Linked DNA regions of Mus musculus: region 1 is linked to region 2. Evidence: chromatin contacts called from public HiChIP or PLAC-seq data. All regions are on one chromosome and are shown on one strand. The core of a region is the stretch at or near the end of the contact, and the rest is flanking DNA. Distances in the headings are between cores, read along the strand shown.

Region 1 (5,432 bases), core at 1,014-3,513, 430 kb after region 2:
GGCCACAGTGGTTACCTGTCAAAAAACCATTGACCAGTACACTAAAAGCATGTGACTTTCATTCTATGTGAATTTTACTTCAACAATGATTATTTAATTCTTCTTAAATATAAAAGCAATTAAACTTTCTGGCCCCATATCAAACATATTCACCTCATGTCCACTTGGGAAAGAAGGAATTGAATTAATTACCTGCCACAGTAGAACATTAAAATGACAGAACTACTTCAGTGGGCTGTAACTATCCAATCCCCATCTACTCTGAAGGCATTTGTTAATGGCCAGCCAATTCCATTCTTGTTACTTTTCTGCTTTATTGATCATCAACAGAGTTTAACTACCTAAAAGTCTCATTTCTAGAATTCTCTTGTAGGCCCTTGGAAGCTCAGAAACCCATGGTGTGTTCCTAATCCTCCACACAAGAGGACACAAAATATGAGCACGGGAAGGGTCTAACGACCTCCGGGCTGGCCGCAGCCTCAGTGTGGAAACTGGGAATCTACTGTTTGGGTAGGAAACCCTCGAGCTTTGGTTCAGCATCCATTCCCAGTCTCCATGCCAGGCTCAAGCTTTGGTGGAAAAGCCTGTTTTCTAGCAGTCAGTTTCTCAGTTCCTGACATATTTACAGTCTCGCCGTTACAAGCGAACCCCAGTCATTGAGAGTCAGCCATTCAGAATGGCTCACCTCTTCACAACTGGATGGCATCTTCCCAACAGAATCCTCAGGGACAGTGGTAGAGCCATGCAACCGGATGTCATGGCATTTACCTCAGATCACTACAATTTATAGAAGCCGATGGGGAAACTTCCTCACCTTCAAACAGCTCTCTTGGCACAGACAGATGTGTGAATAGGTTTTCTCCTAGCCTTCCCTTTTACCCTCTAGAGAGCCCATCCCTTACACACACACACACACACACACACACACACACACACACACACACACACACACAGCACAGCCATTCCTAATCTCTATGCAGCCTCTATGCCCCCAACTCGAGTGAAGTGACTCTCTCCATACCTTGCAGAGCTTCCAGACCACATCACACTAATTCTCTTGCTCCTAGCTGGCCACCACATCATTAACCTCTGACCTTCCACTGGTCCTGTGTCCTGCCCACCATCTCTCTCACTTTCCCTCTACTTCCCGTGTTTTCCTCTACTAAGCATTCCTTTCTTTACAGCTGCCCCACTGTGGGTAGGACTGTCGCCAGGGAGAGTAGACACACACATCAAAGTGGGCAAGCAGAAGCAAGGGAGGCAAGCAGGGAATTGGCACCCTAGGTGATTCTCAAATTAAGCTCAGCAGTTAGGAAGAATGAGATCCAAACAGTATTTCTAGATAATGGGGGTTATCTTATGTCAGCGCCTCCCCTTATTTTAGTGGCTTTTGACACATCACCTTCCTACACTTGGGCCTGGTCAAAAGCACAAACTGCCTGCACTTAAGAGGCTCAGTTTCAGGTTAGGGCAGGCTGCAAAATCTGCTGCTGGGAAGAATCTAGGTGTGAACTTTATTTCCCTTAACACATGACCTCTCTGGGTAGTCCTAGGCTGTCATGGAACACACTATGTGGACCAAACTGGCTTCGAAATCACAAAGATCCCCCATGTCTCTGCCACCTGAGTGTTAGGTTAAATGTGTGTGCCACCATGGCCAGCTTGATCTTTTAAAAATGTTTAATTACATGTGTGTGCACACAGGTGTGTGTGGACGCTATCGGTGTTTGATCACCTACAATTACAGGCATCTGGGAGCCACCTGAAACAGGTACTGGGAATCGAACCCCTGTCCTCCTGGAAGAATGGTCCATGCTCTGAAGCACTGAACCATCTCTCCAGCCCAGGTGTGCATTTTTGTTTCTAAGTCTAAGGTATAACTCCCTTCAGTAGGCTGAAGACTATTAACCCTTGGGGACACATTTATATTTGGCGACAATATAGGTAGGACGGTTGCTGAGATGAAGAGGCATAGCCATACTTACAGGTTGCCCACCAGGAGATAGTCATCATGGCACAGCATACAGCATTCACAAAAATACAAACGGGCAGAGGGAGGTTGCTGCAGATTTCCAGCCTGTAAGACAGCTGTGAGTCAAGGACTAGCGTCCCTAAACCATCCCTGCTGAGTCTTGTGTGCAGACTGCAACAGCTGAAGTCTGAACTAAAGCCGACATGGAATGCTGACCAGGTGAGAATGTGAGGCCGGCTGTGACTAATTCCCTGCCAGCTCATACAGTACAGCCTCTGGTAAGGGCTGTAGCGGAACTGAAACGCTAGCATGTTACTGCCCTCTCCTGGGCGAGAGGTCAAATCCATTCAGACGTGTGAGTCATAACTGAATCAAGTTCGTGAGCCCCGAGGTGGTCAGTCTTTAATCCAATCTTCTACAAAGTGTTGGGGGAAAAAACAGCTTCCCCCATCTTCTCCTTGCAAGCCCCCTCCCTGCCCACCCCCGTTTGTGCTCCCCCACTCGCTTCTGCCCTCAGTCTTCCCTGATGGACGTAAACAGATGAGGAAAGAGCTTGGAACTTCCTACTGGAAAAGTTGACAGGATGGATGTCAGAACTATAGTCCCAAACATCAAAACATCCTGCAGATTCACCTTTCATTGTCTCTCAGCCTGTAACAGTTCATCTGTGTCTCCAAAATAACAAACAAACAAGAACAAAAACAAAAAATCCCAATCCGCATCCACCGTATAAAACAGAGCTTGCAGCCCTTGTACTTGATGCTTGAAAACTCAGCTTTTACAACTAATGGCACATAACTGAGTTGAAGTCGTTTGTTTTGTTGGTTGTTCTTTTATTTAAGAGCTAGACCTTCCTGTCAAAATTTGTCCAAACTCAATTCGATAGGAAGTAATTATCTTATGACTTTTAATGGCTATACCAATAGCACTTTACACAGAGACACATGAGAATATTACGCAAAGAAAAAAAAATGAAGCAAATTAATTAACTGTGCCCTGATATGCCTAAGTTAGTTAGTTTCCATTCTTCATTTCATTCAAAATATTAAGATCAGGCACAATTTTATATAAATTAAAGGAAATTGGTGAGAATTTATAACATGGTGTCTTTCATAGAAACTATAAGCACTTGAAAGGACTATCGTCCTCAGCAAATATTTATCCAGTGCATTAACCCTGGCAACTGAACGCAGTTCTATTATATGTCTTCCTATAAGGCTAAATCACAAAGCATGCTGAGAGCCAGTGTCAGAGTCACCTTGCTCAGCCCACACTATCAGCATCACACTCCTGACTACTCTGGTCATTACAGGGATCCTACCATCACATGTCACTGAAAAGCGTCTACCTTAGTAGCAGGTAGCGTAAGATTATGAGGGTGAAGGGGTGCTGTGGGGAGGCACCTGACTTTCTATCACTCTCTGACAGAACAGTGGCCACCAGAACATCGGGATGACTCATTTCAACCTGATTGGAACTCACAGGGCAATTTTTCACTTGATACTTGTCCTAGGTAAGGGTAGTATTGCTGTGATGAAACGCCATGACCAAAAGCAAGTTGGGGAGGAAAGGGTTCATTTGGCTTACACTTCCACATCATAGTCCATCTCTAAAGGAAGTCAGGGCAGGAACTCAAACAGGGCAGGGACCTGGAGGCAGCAGCTGATACAGAGGCCATGGGGGAGTGCTGCTTACTAGCTTGCTCCTCCTGGCTTGATCAGCAGGCTTTCCTATAGATCCCAGGACCACTAATCCAGGGATGACATCACCCACCATGGGCTTGGACCTCCCATATCAATCAGTAATTAAGCCTTCCACTTAGATCTCACAGAGGCATTTTCTCAATTGAGGCTCCTTGCATTCAGATAACTCTAGCTTGTATCAATTTAACATAAAACAAGCCAGTGTAATATTTTATTTTTATTTATGTGTATCTAGTTATTTATTTATATGGGGTTTCTTTATTTTTGAGATAAGGTCTTTTCAGCTATCCTCAGTGGCTTAGAGCTGATGGTTACCAGACCTCCACCTTCCAAATCCTAAGGTTATATAATTAGGCTCTTCCATGCCCAGTTTGGGTACATCTTATCACTCTACTTTTTGAAATATGGGGAAAAAGAAGTGTTCAGAATGTAAGTATTTCACCCAAAGTTGTGAAATCCAGAGACGTGGGATAGGATTCAGATGCCAGTGTGAGCTGTAAGGCCAGGCTGTTATCTGCTGAGCCTTCCTCCTCTGGTCATTCTTTAAATTAGAATCAACCAATCAGGCTTGCCATGCAAATCATCTAGAAATGAAAACAAAGGGCCTTTAAGGGGGAATCTGATTATATGAAAGGATCACCTAGTCAGACTATGCTATGTCCCTACTCAAAATTCCAAGTCTTGTCATGGCCCACAAAGTCCTCCATGTGTTAGTGTGACCTCCTCTACCCTACTCCTGGCTCCTCTGTCAGCACCCCTCCACACACAATCTCCACTCTTGCCAAGGTATCTTTGCCTGGGTTGTTTCCAGTGTTTGAGGTGCTCATGCCCACTATCAACATAAAACTCCTCCTCACATCACGGAGCCCCTCTAATCAATGGGAACAGCCTTTCCAGACAAGTCTAAGCCTGAATCTTTCAGCCCTGTCTTATCCTCACCTGAGTCAGGTGTCCTCACAAGATGATGGCTCTCACAGACCATTGTATCACCATCTGACTGTTTGCCATCTCTCCTAGAGAGGTGAAAGCTACAGACTGGCCATGACCTTACCTCATCTGCTCACTGCTGGTACTACAACAGTTGATAGCCATAGGAGACCACAATAAATATCTGCTGAATTAGGAATGGATGGAGGACGTATCCACACTTCCCACTTTTCTGTAACTTTCATCTGCAAAACAGATCTATGAAGGAAAACCTTAGACTTGTGTGCAAATGAGCCTACTCATTGCCCATCTTATTCAATATCTACACACAGAGACACACACACACACACACAGTCTTCTGTTGTTCTCTAAAACCTGAACTCTCTGCTCCAAACTCATTCATAAGTGCCTTCAGTCTCCCCACATCAGACTGCTGAGGGAAAGTGGTTACTTCAAGGCCACTCTTAGTCACAGAACCACCATTTCACTGGCTTAACCAAATGAGCAGCGTTGCATTGTTACAGATGGGATTCTTGCCCTTGCCCCAAGTCAGTGCTACAAACTTCTCATAGAAGACATATTTTCCCTCTAATTTTCATAACTGGATTCCAGCATGGCTGTGTTATAGGGAGACAGTAAAATTTCCTTAAGAGAAAGGGCAACAATAGCACCATGGGTCCTGAGCTCTGTCCATTACACACCTGTCTCCCTTAGTCCTCCCAACTGTGCAACTGTGCAGAGTGGCTTTGACACTCCTCACTCTACAAATGATAGCACTGGAGTCTCAGAAAACTTAAGGATCATTTTATCCCTTATGAGCAGAGAAGTGA
Region 2 (4,775 bases), core at 1,267-3,766:
AATGCCATGGGCAGACAGATAGATAAACAATTACATGGCAGAGACTCTTAAGAGTTAAGTCCCAATGTCACAAACAAGTATGGTGGGGAAGAGAGTGGGTAGGGGTCTCTGAAGGGAACAGAAGACCCACCCACCAGACAAAATAGGAATTGCTTCTCACAGGGTCTCACAAAAGCCTGCAACCAAGATGTCTGTCTCTAGGTCATCAGCAGGCCTTGGGGAAGGAGCTGTATGTAGGAGGGGGATGTAGTCACTGGTAACTTACTTGGAGTCTCTTAGTCGGGGTTGACAGTAGCTGTAGTTCTAGAGAAAAGGCAAGGTTGCTGAGAGCATCATTGCTGGGGCAGCGGTCTGAACTGCATCCTAGCAGACACTCAGTAAGTGTCGATATTATTTCCACTTTGGAGAACAGAAAACTAAATAGAGAAGTTGGACAGTGGTCCCAAATCCCATAGTCAATTCACAGTCAACAATTTCAAATGTAATAAATTCTCTTAAATCAGTGTTCTCTAAAAATTCCCGTGACATATATCATAAGAAATACTCCTCAGACAACCATGTGACAATGCATCTGAATTGAGACGTTCACAAGCACTTAACCTGTGGTATTTCCTATTTAATGTGACTTTGATTTCGGTACAAATGCCCATTGGATTCCACACAATGATTTCCCAGCTTAACCAGTGAGAGTCACAGGCTGCTAAGTGCTGCCCTGGCCAAGGAATGCATGATCTACGTTTCTCCTGCTCTCCCAAGCCACCAGTTTAGGTAACAGTCATTTAAAGAAGAAGTATCCTAATAATAGGCCTTGGAGCTGGTGTTTAATTACACAGTGTTGAACTTAAGTTAAATGACATATTCCCTCATGAGTTACAAGTAACGTAACTACAGAATCGCTGAAGGATTAGTTAAGACAGTTGTAATTGAAAAAGAAATATAATTAAGTTCAGAGAAGTCAACCGTCTCTGGAGCAAATCCCTCTTCTAGCAAAAGATTTCCTCTCGTGTGTGCCCCACTGGCTAAGCATCTTCCTGACAGGTGGAAACTGAAGTTACTCACAAGGTTACTAATTTACCCGCACAGTTATTTGGGCAAGATTGGTTGGATGCAAAAACCAATCAGCGTTTTTAGTTTTCAGGACGGGCCCTGTCTTCAGTGTGAAATTGGGGTCATTTTTGTCTTAAAGGAAAATTGTCCCAGCTATACAGGGGGACAAAGAGCGAAGCTGTACCCAGGTCTAACGGGAATGGGTCAAGAGAAGGAGAGCAGATGCGTGATAAAGATTTTATAGGGGGAAAGGACTGGAAATGGCAGGCGGGGGGCGGGGGGGAAGAGAGACAAACGCTAGTAAAAGAAAGAAAGGGACTTGCTCAAGGTGTGGCTGGGCTCGTGCTGACGATGTAGGGACAAAGACATGTAAGCTGAGAAACGGGACAGGGACAGATAGTGTGTTCTGTGCTTAGGAGGCAAGGAACCACGAAGCTCTGCGCCCATTGAATGGCACCAGTGTTTCAGAAGGCACGCCCCTGCTTAGGAGGCGTGGTGAAGTGCAGGAGTTGGGAGTCCAATTGGAGTTGAGGGTGTGTGAGCAGGAGAAAGAACAGGAGCTAGTGATGGCCGCATGAACAGTGGCACCCTGTGCTGCGGTGGCATCCAGGCAGATGTCAGTGCAGTTTGCCAAGATGAACTCAAGGAAGGTGAGGAGAGAGGGAAGATGGACTAGTAAATTGTTTACATTATTAGATGTTGGCATTTAGTCTAGGCTCCGCCCCGCAGTTATCTAGCAACAGTCCCATGTGTGCTTGACTCACTGTAAAAGGGGCTACTTGCCTCCTCCTCCTCCTCCCCCTTCCCCCCCCCTTAATTCCCCTCCCCATGCCCTGAATAAACTCTATTCTATACTATACCTTCATGTGGCTGGTCCCTCAGGGGAAAGGGATGGCTCAGCAAGGGCCCACAGAGGCATCCCCTTCCCCCACACCTGACTGCACCTCCACCAAACATATTTCTTCTCTCCCTTATATTTTTATAAAACAGAACACTAGTGAGTTAGTTTAGAAAGCTACGCTGGTTATCACCAAGAGACGCCTGGGTGTAGCAAGGATGAATCTGGGATGATCGCTCAGACCTGATTATTAGTATAGATCTACAATCATGAGCTCCAGCAGACAGTTCAATCAGTGTAAACAGAGAGCGCTTGCGGACTCAGAGCCCTTTTTCGAGACTGCCAATTCTCAACATTCCCTAAAAGTGACATAATACTACTTAGTGATGCCTCATCTCTAGGATGGATTAGCAATGCCGCTCTCTGCCCCAAATTTGAGGAGGGCTGTATGAAATAAGAGTCTGACGTCACATCTTTGTGTTTATTTTGACCACTGTTGTTTGGACAGCAAGTAGGAAAAGGTGGAGGAGAACAGAAACTGGAGCAACCGGAACAGAACATGTAGCTGATGGGGACAGGAAACGCAGAAGAAGAGGCAGGAAATACATCAGACGTGACTCGCCAATACAGCAGGAGGCCACAGCGGGGCAGACCAGAGACTGCAGAAAAGGAAGCAGCAGAAAAGAGGGCTGACTAGGCAGTTCTGTATCGTGATTGAGGGGAAACCCTCATGACAGTCTCACTTACTCAACTAATATTGATTGAACATCCACTCTGTCTTGAACATTTGTCTAAGTCCTAGGGGATAAATCAGTGAAGAAAACAAGATAAATATTCCCCATTTATAAGACAAACGTCACAGATGACAAGGGATCAAATTCTGAATCTGCCACTTCTTTCTTGTGTGGCCTGGAGAAGTTATTTAATCAAAGCAAGTTTTAGTTTACCAGTCCATCAACTGTTGTGATAACGGTCTGTGTGTCACTGTGTAGCTGGAAGCCACAGAAACATAATGTGAATCACTTGGCTCAGTGGACGGCACCTAATTATCCTCAATAAACGTTAACTACACTAAGTAGGCTGTGGGCTACTTTTTCCAGAGATGTGCATATGATGGTAATTAAAAGAGATCTGATTACAATTAAAACTGGGTCTGTGATTGGGGGTGGAGGAATTTCTCAGGATGGGAGAGGCCTGGAGTGTGTGTGTATGTGTGTGTGTGTGTGTGTGTGTGTGTGTGTGTGTGTGTGTATGTGTGGATGAGTGTGCTGAGTGTGTGGATGAGTGTGAGTGTGTGTGTATATGAGTGTGAATGTGTATGGATGAGTGTGTGAGTGTGTGTATATGAGTGTGAGTGTGTGCGTATGAGTATGAGTTTGTGTGTGTGTCCGCACGTGCACATGTATAAAAAGCAAGGAGGAGCAGGCTGAGTGTGTGGACCTGGGGCAGAGCAGAGTATCTATGGGTTGGCCTTGGGTGGAGCTGTAGGTCAGACTCATCTTACCCAGAGGGTCAGTCAGGTGAGACAGTAGCCTGACCTCCATACTCTTTTATTATATTTTCTACATATCTGTTTTTGGATCACACTGCTCACCCACTCAGGGAAGAAGTCATGAATGGGCAACTCCACCACAAGGGCAACCGTTGTCCCAAAAGTCAAGGCAAAAAAGGATTTCTATCATTGAGGCAACTGGAAAAGGCTCGAAAGAGAAGGTGACTCTTAAGTTGACATTTGGTGGGGTAATGGAGTCCTGGCAATACCAAGGATGCTTCGAAGGTGTTCACGTCCATTCACAGGTACAAAGTAGAAGACACAGATGGCTTAAGGTATCAACAACCAGAATTCTACTGTGTGGTCACCTTGCACATTTGAAGAACAGATGGGCCTGGAACTCTGAGGGGGAAGAAGAACCTTCAGGACACCATTCGTTGCCATTGTGTTGCTCCTGACCGAGTAAGGGAGGGCCTGACCTAGACTGCAGGGAATTTTAGGCATATTTCTGAGGTCGATTTGGCTGAGCTTTGCAACTGTCACATTCTTGAGATGGGAAATGGGGGAAGTCAAACCTGATCCAGCCTTGTGTTAACCAACCTGTTGCTGTGATGGAATACCCGAAGAAATCAGCTTATAGGGAAGGAAGGTTTGTTCTGGTGTGCTGTCTCACAGGCCTTACTCCACAGCTGGTTGGCTTCATTGCTTTAGGCCTATAGCAAGGGAACAGTCTGTAGTCTAGCAAAGCCACTCAGCTCATGGAGGCTTAGAAACAGAGAATAGACCTGCAGAGAAACATTCCCAATGACCTGCTTCCTTCAATTATGCCTTAGTTTTTTTTAAATTATTTTTAAAATCTTCCACTTCCTAACTGTGTGTCACCAGTAGGTGATGGCATCTTCATTGCTGGGACTTTTGGAAGACATTTTGTACCTAAGCCACAACAAGCCCAAACATACAAGAGAAGGACAGTGGCTTTATAAGAGTTGAGAATTTACAGGGTTACAGGAGGCTAGAGGCTTTATAAATGAGATACTGCAGTAAGCATCTGCCTCTATCTTACCCATGCTTTACCCAGTGCTCATTGAACACTGGGACATTGATCCACCCAAATGTGATGCTTGGGCTTGTGAGAGTACAAGGTAGAAAGGCTGAGATTCTTATCTTGAACAGACATTGGTTCTGGACCCATGGGTGCCTCTGTTTCCCCTTTCTGTTAAAATTAGTTAAAAACTGCACACAGCCTGCTGTATTGTATGTAAGTCACATGACACAGCTTGTCCTGCATGAACTGGCCAGAAAAGAGACTGTCATGAAAACGTGATTGGTTTGTCCACATCAAATTCTTCTTATGCTGGCAGCATTATAAAGAATCTACTGTGCTATTCCTAGTGTGAG

Evidence for each region. HiChIP or PLAC-seq counts read pairs in DNA pulled down with a chosen protein or histone mark.
Region 1: a contact with region 2 is called in an H3K27ac HiChIP or PLAC-seq map of trophoblast stem cells, with 10 times the contacts expected there. The contact joins two enhancer-like sites. A contact is called at or near these places in 1 of 115 datasets of contacts at active chromatin or transcription factors (trophoblast stem cells) and 1 of 9 other capture datasets (embryonic stem cells).

What each region holds. Positions count from the first base shown.
Region 1 is chr6:136,128,413-136,133,844 of GRCm38.p6, forward strand. The region is part of intron 3 of Grin2b (glutamate receptor, ionotropic, NMDA2B (epsilon 2)); the gene reads right to left. Among named protein-coding and RNA genes, the nearest start is that of Gm26653, 42 kb to the right of the region's middle. Within about 2 kb of position 2,264, at least 21 of the 459 cell types and tissues checked have an H3K27ac peak or open chromatin away from gene starts, as enhancers often do. A contact at or near this core is called in trophoblast stem cells, where this site is marked.
Region 2 is chr6:135,698,610-135,703,384 of GRCm38.p6, forward strand. Gm38911 (a long non-coding RNA gene) reads left to right here. Exons shown (of 2, transcript XR_869507.2): 2 at 2,394-2,960. Among named protein-coding and RNA genes, the nearest start is that of Gm38911, 12 kb to the left of the region's middle. Within about 2 kb of position 2,517, at least 24 of the 459 cell types and tissues checked have an H3K27ac peak or open chromatin away from gene starts, as enhancers often do. A contact at or near this core is called in trophoblast stem cells, where this site is marked.